2 separate regions of the Mus musculus genome follow, and region 2 is linked to region 1. The links are chromatin contacts, called in public HiChIP or PLAC-seq maps. All regions are on one chromosome and are shown on one strand. Each heading gives the region's core, a stretch centred on a gene start, on an enhancer-like site or on the middle of the called end of the contact. The rest is flanking DNA. Distances are from core to core; before and after follow the strand shown.

Evidence for each region. HiChIP or PLAC-seq counts read pairs in DNA pulled down with a chosen protein or histone mark.
Region 2: a contact with region 1 is called in an H3K27ac HiChIP or PLAC-seq map of extraembryonic endoderm stem cells. The contact joins the promoter of Dmap1 here to the enhancer-like site in region 1. A contact is called at or near these places in 7 of 39 promoter capture datasets (the HPC-7 cell line, cranial neural crest, fetal liver and 4 more), 4 of 484 Hi-C or Micro-C datasets (the G1E-ER4 cell line, granulosa cells, haploid embryonic stem cells and 1 more), 3 of 115 datasets of contacts at active chromatin or transcription factors (embryonic stem cells and extraembryonic endoderm stem cells) and 3 of 9 other capture datasets (adipose tissue, embryonic stem cells and pancreatic islet).

The regions. Positions count from the first base shown.
Region 1 is chr4:117,575,852-117,581,353 of GRCm38.p6, reverse strand. All of the region lies in intron 3 of Eri3 (exoribonuclease 3), which reads right to left. Among named protein-coding and RNA genes, the nearest start is that of Eri3, 28 kb to the right of the region's middle. Within about 2 kb of position 3,478, at least 11 of the 459 cell types and tissues checked have an H3K27ac peak or open chromatin away from gene starts, as enhancers often do. A contact at or near this core is called in extraembryonic endoderm stem cells, where this site is marked.
Region 2 is chr4:117,677,852-117,683,807 of GRCm38.p6, reverse strand. It overlaps Dmap1 (DNA methyltransferase 1-associated protein 1), which reads left to right and starts at 1,583. Exons shown (of 11, transcript NM_023178.2): 1 at 1,583-1,594; 2 at 1,826-1,975; 3 at 2,443-2,534; 4 at 2,770-2,965. The coding sequence starts at 1,871.

The DNA.
Region 1 (5,502 bases), core at 2,229-4,728:
GCAGAGACAGTCTGGAAGAGCAATAGAAAAACCACCACTGCTGACCACTTCTGACCACACTCAGCAAACCAGTGGGCAGGAAAACAGAAAGTTGTCAATTGTCTCTATGTCCCAAGGAAGACAACTACCATCCTTTGGAAACACATCCACTAATATTATGGACTTGTTTTTTTAAGTATTTATTTCAACCCAAAGCCTAACAGTAAGACTGAGAAACAAATCAATGCAGTTAGATTTCATATCAGAGAAATTTAAAGGCTCTGGTTGCCTGGTAGCCCTAGGCCAGTGGTTTTCAATCTTCCTAATGCTGTGACCCTTTAATACAGCTAAAGGTTGTGGTGACCCTCCCAACCAGAAAATTATTTTTGTTGCTACTTAGTAATTGTAATTTTGCTACTGTATGGATCATAATGTAAATATCTGATAAGCAAGGTACTGATACGTGACCCCTGTGAAAGCGTCATTCGACCAGACTCATTAGCTGACCGGAGCCTACCTGGTCCCCCTGAGCTGATCCCCAGAGATGAAGAAGCTGAAGAGAACTTATTACCAGACACAGGAAGGGCAAAACGGCTGCAAGGTTAAGGGCAGGAAGGCTCAGACTGCTCCCTAGGCTCCTGATAGACACCTCTTCTCCCAGTGGAGTGAAGGCCTCGTCCTCCAACTGGTAAGCCTTTGTTCCCATAAAGCACTATAAAGGAGCCCAAGCAGAGGGGAGTTTTGCTTTGGACAACTAAGTTGAGCATTCATTCACACACACATATACCATACACACTGTTCCTAAAAACTCACATATCCACAATTCCCAAGAGCTGTGGTGCATGAGTTAGACCCCACCCCCACCATAACCCCAGTTTGTAGTAAATCCTCCCTCTCCTACTAAATAGGAGAAACACGCCCCGCCCTGCCCCACCCCACCCCACCCCACCCCACCACACCCCCACCATAGAAAGCGCTGTACAGCCTGGTGAGTTTGGCTGCCCTGGTGTCCAAGGAAACAAATACAGCAGCTCCTCACTAACAACGTTAGCTGGGCCCGAAATGAGATTTAACCTGTGACACAACTGTACTTTTCATTTAAACTTTCATTTGGAAAGAAACAGTGTTTGGAGACCTGCAGTTTGTCCTGCTAATAAAGACAAGTGTTGGGACCTTTAAGGATGCCATTCATCTTTGGCTTTTATTAAATTCAATTTTCTTAAGCCTGTGATACATTATGAAATTAGGAGTTGACATTCCTCTGGAAACAAAAATATCTATCAAACATAAATAGGGGAAAACCTCTATTACCAAGAATGTATGGCTTAAAGTTGATCTCTTTCTACTTTTTTACAAGCACACGGTTTGTTTTAGATATGTGAGATGCTATTACAAATCTGGAATTTCATTAGTATTATAAAACAGAACGTGCTTCAGCTCCTGCTCTGACCAGAGCTGTACCAGCTTCCTCAGCAGGCTCTGAAAACCCAGCCTTGAGTCTCCCACTGAAGCTCACTCTGCATTCAGACTCTCCTGCTAGTGCTTCCTTCACTCTAGGGACACAGAGCTAAGGACCAAATTCACCTCACTGAGACTTGTCTCAGCTCCCATGGGAGCAAAAAAGAAAAAGAAAGAAAGAAACCTCCAAGATGCCTAAACCCAAGGCTCAGAGCACGTGAGATCGGCCTGTCAGCCAGGCCTAGTCCTCAAAACTCAAGAGGGACTCACAGGAGTCACATATACACAACATGGCCATATCCTGGAGTCTTTCCTCAGAAGCATCAGGAACTGTAACAACCTGACTGCACAGGACCTAGTTCTCTGAACCGCTGAAATGCAAAGAGGAGCTTATGGCAGAAGACTCTAGAAAGATTCCTAAAAACAAAACAAACAATTGTTTTAAATGGAGCTGGGGAGATGGCTCTCGAAGAAACCCTGAGTTCAGTTCTCATTACTCACACCCATCAGGTGGCTCACAGCCGCTGTCACTAAGTTCTGGGGGATTTGCAGCCTCTGGCCTATAAGTGCACTTGTACTTATATGTACGTACACACTCACACATAAATTACAAATACAAATGTAAAAAGGAAGGCCCTCTGAGGGGTCAGAGCAGAAAGACCTTACAGATAACTTCTTTCCATCCCACACTGTCCAGCAAGCCACACAGCACAGTCATGGAGAAGAACCCAACGCTGCACCCAGCTGCCATACCTATGCATCAGGTGTGCCTGAGCCAAGCCAAACATTTCCTAGACTGTAGACTGTTTTGACTGATAATGGTAAAAGACAACACTCCCACTCCCCACCCCCCACCCCCCACCCCGCCCTGCACAATGCCTCAGGTAGATGGTATCAATTCCGACCCAAAGATCTGTGAAGATGTGTCCAAGTGCTAGCTTTTAGCTCTGGTTGCTCTCAGATAATGACAGCATTATCCCTGCTCCTCTCCTTTTTCACTTGCCCAATTTTCTTATATCCCCCAGAAAGAAGAGGGCTGTTTGGTTGGTTGTCCTCTCAGGAACAGCTGAGTGCTTCTGCTCCAGAGGAAGGAGACCCAGTCTGTATTTATAAGGCCTCTTTCTGGCTTCTAAGAATAGTTCCATAATTCCTTTATCTCCCTATGCCATTCACATTCATAGGGGGCTACTATGTTAGACAGAGTGGAGCTTAAGAGATGAGTAACTTGTGCCTTGGAGAAGTGCTTGAATTAGTAAGTAGACATGACAACTGAGCAAACAATGGACAGTGGAGGGACATACCAAGTGTTAGGCTTTTGTTCTTTGCCATTCATTTTCTTATCTTAAGCTCACTAACCCTGGGAGATGGGTCAAGTCATCAGCACCAGCATCAGATCATAAACCAATACTGATAAGCACCTACTATGTAGAAGACATCCCAAGCACCCAGGCACAGGAGTGAGGCCTGGCACTTCTCTCAGCATGCTCAAGACTCTGGGGAAAGAACAAAAGGAGAAGGTCCCCAGCACTCTCTGCTATGTGGAGAATGCAGTCATCCTGTTCCCTCTGCTTCTTGTTTCTTCTGTAGAGGGTAGACACTCTGCTAAGGGCTAACAGAAATTATCTTAATCCTCTAAACAACTTATTAGGTGGAAATCATTACTGTTAATATTTTACAATAAACAAAGGCTCAAAGATGTGATGGCCCCTTATCAACTATGCTGCTGGTAAAGGACAGAGCTGGGACTCCAAAAAAGGAGGGGGAAAAAGAGACAAGTAGGGCTGACTGTTCTATAGGGAACGCAGCACACTCCTCAATGCCCCAATGGTAGTGTGTGTGGATGGCCTAGACAGAAGTCCTAGAGGAATGTTCTTGAAGAGTCTTCTGAGTTCTGTAGCCAGATCGGTGCCACGAGGCTGAGTTCAGGAAGGGAGAAACCTGAGCCTTCAGTCTGCATCTCCAGCATCTGCCTCTTGGTCCTCCCTTTCTCAACTTCTGTTGTGTGCAAACAGGGAGGAACTGACAAATAGGAGACAGAGCTAGTATCTGTCACCAGGAAGCACTCTGCTTTCTGGGATTTTCCACAGGATCTGGGAGGTGATCTGCCTAAGATGACAAGGTAAATGGTGGCACCAGGCCAGATTCAGAGCACTCCAAGCAATGACTACTAGAGTCATCCATTCTTGTACCTCTGAACAGTTTCCTTCCTCAACTGCTACCAACCACTCAATCCCAGGTTTAGCCAAACTGTCTAGTTTGCCTGGAATCAGAGGTCTCTAGAACACACCACTGCCGGTGCCAAAATTGGAACAGGTACAGGTTACCTTACACCATTCAGCTGTCCGAGGGCAGAGTGAAATAATATAGCTGGTCTGGGGGCGGTGGGGAGGTTGGGAACTGGCCATAACTGACAACTAAGGACAAAAACCTCCAAATGTAGAATTTTCAAAGTATCCAGGTTCTTACCCTGCTATTCTCTCTCTCTCTCTCTCTCTCTCTCTCTCTCTCTCTCTCTCTCTCTCTCTCTCTCTCTCTCTCTCTCTCTCTGTAAAATACCAGCTGCAATTTTTCTCCCAGAAGGGAGAGAAAACAAAGGAAGCACCAAGCAAATATTCATTTGCTTTTTCCTACATAAGCGAGCTAGAACACAGGTTTTAAGATCATTTGATTTAAAACTGATCGACTAGGAGTCTCAGTGGGTCCCTTAATAAACATGACAAGACTGCAATGGTACTTCAAGTGGAAGTTCACCCCCAACTGTTGAAGATCACAGGAAATAAGCCTGTAGGGCTTGTTGTTAGGGTATGGAAACTTCCTTCAACTAAATTATCTGTAGACACTGGGTTATGCTCGAAGACAGTAAGACAACAACAGAAGTCAGTAGCAGAAAGGGCTCAGCAGGCCACTGGGACTGGCAGCAAGGGGGACTACTGACAGTAGTGGTCTATCCCATTTTCCCAAAGCACACGTTCTTCTCACCCTGCGCTAATGTTTCTGTGATCCCATCTGAAATGGGAGACTGAGAAGGTCACTTTCAGATCTGCCTAAGTGAATCTAAGAAAAGCAAACAGATATTTCCTCAACTTAGAGATAATAACAAGTAATCTAGCCCTTCCTTCTATCCCCTGTACGAAAGGATTTGGTCGAAATCCAGAGGCAACCTAACCACAAACAGCAAACATGTAGGGCTTATCCAATGCCTATTAGATCTGGATATAATCTGATACAGCAGTAACCCTTTCTGGGGTGAGTGGGGCGCCTCCTGCTCATCGGGAGGAGTGAGGATGCACCGGGCAGGATTTGCCTAGCAGTGTCTTTGGGGGGGGGGGCATTTTATGCACAAGGAGCTTATTTCTTAAACAAACACTCGTGGTTTTGATTTACACCACAGCCTGCTCCTAAATAATTTATGGCGGGTTAAATTTATTGCCGAGCCCTGGCTGGCTGCAAATTCGAATTGCCAAATAATTAGATTTTAGGGCAAAGCTTATAAATTACCCGTCGATTTGTCCGGACTTGTTTGTCAGTTGCTTTGTGCTTCGGGTCATCTTTGGCATTTGGCTGTTTGGGTTTTAATTGCTGATTTACACTTTGACAGATGAGAGCTGATGCTCGAAGTTTCAGGACAAGCAACGGGGGGAAAACCCAGAGCTTTAAAAGGCTGATTTTTCACCTATAAGTTCCCCTCCACCCACCTCCACAGACCCCCACAAAGGCATTAAAATGTAAAAAAAAGGCAGAAAGTAGACAGTGTTATTCTTTAAGGTCTGGGAGTATAGTCTGAGTTATAATTTACCTTTACTAAAATCTGAAATTAAAAAAAAAAAAGAACCTATGTATCAGTTAAGTGAAGGAATCAAAAGCGTTAAAACCGTATCCTCACCCTGGCATACATGTAACATTGTCTCTCTACATGTGCACATGATTCAATTTGAATATTTTTCCATGTTCTGAGTAACTTCAACTATCAGGGATCTGTGAAGCTAACCTTTAGGACAGCAAACAATTCAATCATTTCTTTGTGGTTATCTAATACATACATAAATCTGTATTGTAATCATATAA
Region 2 (5,956 bases), core at 334-2,833, 100 kb before region 1:
CTCTTCAGACACACCAGAAGAAGGCATCAGATCCCATTACAGATGGTTGTGAGTCACCATGTGGGTGCTGCGAATTGAACTTAGAACCTCTGGAAGAGCAGTAGTGCCCTTAACCACTGAACCATTTCTCCAGCCCCTTGTCATTTTTTCTTTTAGGCCGTACTTGGAGGGGGGCAGGAGATAGCGACTACTAATATGGGAGTCAAGAGTAAATAGACTGATAGCTGTTAAAGCAGTTGAAATGACATACTCCCTTGTGAAAACAAGATAAGGGCTTCTAGTCATTCCTACATATTGACAACCTAAGTACATAGACATGTGGCGTGGTATGTGTGTGTATTACTATTGCTTCCATGAAACACCATGACCAAAAGCAAGTTGGGGAGGAAAGGGTTTATTTGGCTTATACTGCCACATTGCTATTTATCACCAAAGGAATTCAGGACAGGAATTCAAACAGGGTACGATCCTGGAGGCAGGAGCTGATGCAGAAGCTATGGAGAGGTATTGTTTACAGGCTTGCTTCTCCTGGCTTGCTCAGCCTTTTATAGAACCCAGGACTACTAGCTAAGGAATAACACCGCCCACAATGGGCTGGGCCATCCCCACTGACCACTCAATAAGAAGATGCCTTACAGCTGGATCTTAAAGGCAGTTTCTCAGTTAAGGTTTTCATCTATCAGATAACTCTAGTTTGTGTGTTGACAGTACAGTGTGTGTGTGTGTGTGTGTGTGTGTGTTGTACATTACACTGCCCCCCCCCCCAAAAAAAAAAGAGTCAAGATTCACAACTCATTTTAGGGGAATTGTAAATTAAATAAAGAAGTTAAGAGCCTGACCTGGTGGCACATTCCTGTAATCCCAGCACTTGAGAGGCAGGGGGATCGCTGTGAGTTAAGAGGCCACCCTGGGTGGTGGGGAAAGAAAAGGGATAGGAAGGAGGAGGCAGAGAGGGAGGGAGGGAGGGAGGGAGGAAGGGAGAGAGAGAGAGAGAGAGAGAGAGAGAGAGAGAGAGAGAGAGAGAGAGAGAGAGAGAGAGCTTCTATTTTACTCTCTTGGCAGCTGGAGAAGCTAGTTTAGCTCTGCTTTGAAAGTTTAGCACAATGGCAATGCCTGGTAATATAGAGAGGCACTGAATGAGCAGAGGCAATTACTATCATTAATCCAGTTAATTAAGAAAAAAAATAATGTTCCAGGCACTGTGCCATTGTTTTACATGGGTTATTGGTATTTCACTTAAGCAGGAGCTGTTACAATTTTCATTTTGTAAACAAATTAAGTGTTTTGAAATAGGTTTTGAGAAAATAAGTGACTTTTCAATGTCACAGAGTTCTCTTCAGGTTTTCTTTTCATTGCCCGGGACACAATGTAGAGAAATAGAAGGTAAATGTCAAAAGCAAGCCCCGCATCGCCTCGCGCGGATTCCTGGGAGCACAGCAGGAATTCCAGGCGAGCGACTCAGCCTGCCCGGTAGCTTGCACACTGGGTTGCTAGCCGGCTCCTGTTTGTCTAAGCACCGACCGGAAGTGTTTCTAAGGGTTGCGTTTCTACGACGCACAGCCGGAAGTTCCTATCCGTGGGTCTTCAGAGAGAGGTAATTTGAGGAGTGGGCTACAGCTGGGGGGACTCAGGTGTGGCTCCCCGGGGATGGCGAGGCAGGGAGGACAGTGTGACCGTAAGGGACACCTGCGCGGGGAGGCGGAGAACGAGGCAGCACCCAAACCTGGTGTGGACCATTCTGGCGCTGGCCTCTTCACCCTGCCCCCACTTGGAGCGGGAGTTGCAGGGACACCGCCCCCTTAACGGTAGCACAGTCTTTCTGCAGGTACCGACCCTTGACGTCGGGGTACTACCTCATCCCTCGGGCGTGATGGCTACGGGCGCAGATGTACGAGACATTCTAGAACTCGGGGGTCCAGAGGGAGATGCCGCCTCTGGGACCATCAGCAAAAAGGATATTATCAACCCGGACAAGGTAGCAGGGGCATTTGAGCGGGCTGAAGTGTGGGTGAAGGTGTTGGCGAAGGGATGGGAAGGGGTGTTACCAGAAGAGAGATGGTGGAAGTGATAATAAAAGGAGAGCTACAATGGAACAAGAGCATGCCACCCTTAATGTAACGAAGAGGGGACACTGGGAGGTGGGGACCAAGAGAGCGGGGAAACCGCCAACGGACGAGAGGACCGAGGGAACCTGACACTTGTAAGTTGTTGGGAAGAGAGAGCAAGACATTGTGACAGTCTTGAGGTGAGGGAAGGACTTTCTTCCCTGATAACTCAGACGCGAGCGGGGAGAGGAAACCTGTGCAGACGGTGTAGAGACGCTCCCATGAGTGGGTTCCCGGGACTTTAGTTCAGCATTTGTTTGTTCAGGTTGGGCTGGGTAAAAACTTCAAGGAAGGGTGGGTCTGGGCCATCATTTTTTCCCTGTGGTTTTCTTCCCAGAAAAAGTCCAAGAAGTCCTCAGAGACGCTGACCTTCAAGAGGCCTGAGGGCATGCATCGGGAGGTCTATGCTTTGCTTTACTCTGACAAAAAGCAAGTATTGGAATCCCAAGTCCTCCGTGTTTCCCCTAGCTCACCAGGCATAGCCCTATGTCCCTATTTTCTCTTCTACTTTCCCCCACGCCAGTATCCCCAACTAGGGCTCCTCCTGCAGGACAGCTCAGTGTCTTGCTCCAGGACATGACTTCCTTATTCTGGGGTAGACTGAGCTTCATGGCTTTAGAGGTTCTTCACACACCTGCTTCTAACCTTTCACCTCCACTGCCAGGGATGCACCCCCACTGCTGCCCAGTGACACTGGTCAGGGGTATCGGACAGTGAAGGCGAAACTGGGGTCCAAGAAGGTTCGCCCTTGGAAATGGATGCCTTTTACTAACCCAGCTCGAAAGGACGGCGCTATGTTTTTCCACTGGCGACGAGCGGCGGAGGAGGGCAAGGACTACCCTTTTGCCAGGTTCAATAAGGTGAGCTGCTAACAGAGCAAAGCTGAGCCACTTGCTGAGTTCTCCAGTCTCCCAGGGCTGGCTCCAGATGTGCTCAGTCCCAGCCTCAGTTACCCACTCGGTTCTAGGTCAAGTGCTGCTTGTGGGTTTCTTCTGCCTGTTGCATTCCGCCCTTTTCTGGATCTCCTGTGGGTTTTAGTGGCTTCCCTTGGCCCTTCAAGTACTGCTGCTCCTCACAACTGCATCCTAGGTGCAGCTTCCTGCTTCTCCATGCTTCTTCATTGTTCTTCTTTAGCTCTGTTACTTCAGCAGCTAATGGCCTCACCCCAGAAGATCTCATTTACTAATACTCCTTTCTGAATGTCCCATTTGGTTTGTGTCACCATTTGTATGGCACATGCCAGCAGACCAGAGGACACTTGAGAGCTGGGCCCCAGAGATCAAACTTAGGTTTGAGCCACCTTGTCAAAACTAAGAGTGGTCAGGGAGGGCCTCTCTGGGAAGGTGGTATTTGTTACCAATCAAATCTCAGCCTGTGCTCTTCACCCTTTATGGCTAAGCACCCTAAACCAAGACCAGTTAGTTTTTTGGTCTAGATTGTAGAGCCTTACCTAAAGCAGGGCCTTTTCCAGTCTCATCCAGCCATTGAGAGGAAAAGCTAGAGTAGGCTAGGATTGTATAACCTGTGGCTAAGGAACAGTGTGGCTCAGAACAGTCTAGAATTAAGACCTTAAAACACCAGGAGTTCAAACTCAGATTTTTCTCAGTCTGACGTATCTTGTGCCTGGACGCCCTCTCTTTGATGGCTTCTCAGACTGAGCATTGTCCAGTGTGGCTCTATCACATTCATTCCAAACCAGCGTGTCCTCCATCCCAGTATCGTTCTTAGGACTCTAGGGGCCAACTGATGGAGAAGCTAGACTGACAGAGTTCAGTGAAAAGGTGAAGTATTTGAGGGAGGGGGAGGGACTGGGAAAGACAGACGTTCTTTTATCTTTAAAAAAACACTCAGTTTGTATTTAGTACTTACTGTTCCAGCATGTTGAAGCCTAAACACTGAGAACAAAAATAAGTCAGACAAAGTATCTGTCCTTAAAAACGTCATGTTATTGAGAGACAGGGGAATATGGGTACAGTTACAGTCAGTAGGAGATAAACTACTCGGAAGGCTGGAACGTTATGGGAGTTTCCTTGATGATGGTACTAGGTACAGTGATTCTTTTTCCTTCATACACATAGAACATGGCGGAGAAAAATATAAAAAGAATATAAGGCCCAGAGGCTCCTGCAGACAGGCCTACGGCCAAGGTTGATCCCTGGGACCCACGTGGTGGAAGGAGAGAACAGACTCTGAAATGTTGTCCTTTGACCTCCAAATATCCCATCCCTACACACCTGAAACAAAGTGCAATTTAAAGTGTAACTTAAAAAGGTTCACGTGTAGTGGCTGCACTGGGCATTCCCGTATACCGATAGAGCCTAACGCTCCATGTAGGGTCATGGGAGGGAGGTGTGGCTCTGTTGATCAACAGTGACCATGCCAGGTGGCCCTTAGCAACCAAGCTTAAGAACTTGGAGCCACTCATAGATTTTAAAGTAGAGTCATGTCAGGACTGGATGCGTTCTGGCAAGCTCTGGGTGACTGTAAGATTGAGTGAGTTCATGTTCTTCCTTTAAAGCTGCTTCCCTGAGGGGCCTTACTCTCTGTGACTCTCCCTCTGCTCTTGCTCAGGACAGGAGTCCAGGAGTCACTGAGGGTGGCACCCTCCTTGGCCCTTCATGCCCAACTCTGGGATTCCCTCTTACTCCAGCCTCTAGGCCTGTGCCTTCTCTGCTGCTTTTGTTTGGGCTTTTGGCTTCTCACCTCCACCACTGCTGAAGGTGGCTGTTTAGTTTCCTACTCTTCTTTCACTCCAACACCTTCTCTGCTGCTAGGTGGTCTTAGATACAAGAAACAGGACTTTAAAATAATTTTATGTGTATGAGGGTTTGCCTATGTGTGTCTGTGTACCACACGGGTGCAGTGCCCGTATAGGCGGAAGAGGAGCTGGAACCATTGGGGCTGGAATCTTATGACTGCGAGCTGACACGTGGGTGCTGGGGGGGGCGTGGCAAATCCAGAAACAAGACCTTTAGTCTCCTTAAAACTAGCCTCATTGGATTGTGCGGGTCACCCCTAGCTCAATTCTAAGCTTCCAGAAGGGGGTGCATTCCCTGTAACAGCTGGTTCACTGCCACAGCAGACTCTCTTCTCAGCTCACTGTTTCCCAGCCTGCTCCCTGAAGCCAGGTGTGCGCACACATTAGAGTATTTTCATCTTATGTCCTTTTGTGATCCCCTGTTCTCCCTCACTAGTTCACTTCTATTTAGCCTTAAGGTTTAGTTAGCCTGGTATGGAGGTACATACTTGTAGTCCCAGTATTTGGGAGGTGGAGTCAGGAGCATCAGGAGTTCAGGATTATCTTCAGATACATACTGTCAGGGCCAGCCTAGGCTACTAAATAAAAACAAAACCAGCACAGGGCTAAACAGATGACTCAGTAATTAAGAGTGCTTATTGCTCTTCCAGACTGGGGCTTGGTTCCCAGGAACCAGATGGGTAGCTCATAGCTACCTCAAACTCCAGCTTCTTCTGGACATCCAGTGCCTTCTGGTCTCCATAGTCACATCTTCCTCAACACACACACAGGATTAAATTACTAGGAGGTAAATGTAGCCAAGTCTGGGAAACTAGATTTTCCAGAAGGATGTCTGAGTGGTCAAAGGATGAGGATGTTCAGTTGGTAGAAGGAATATGGAATTAAGAATAAACTTGAGGGAAAGAAATGGCCAAGCCTTGCTCTTGAACTTAGGAATTATCTAGAAGGCACTTTATCTCAGAAGTTGATCTAGAACAGCATCTTTCTTAGGAACAGGCGAACGATCTTTTCTGTTGTAGTCCAGCATTGACTGAGAAAGATTATTAGGATTTTAAGAGAATACAAGTTCATGTTTATATTTCATGAGTGGACA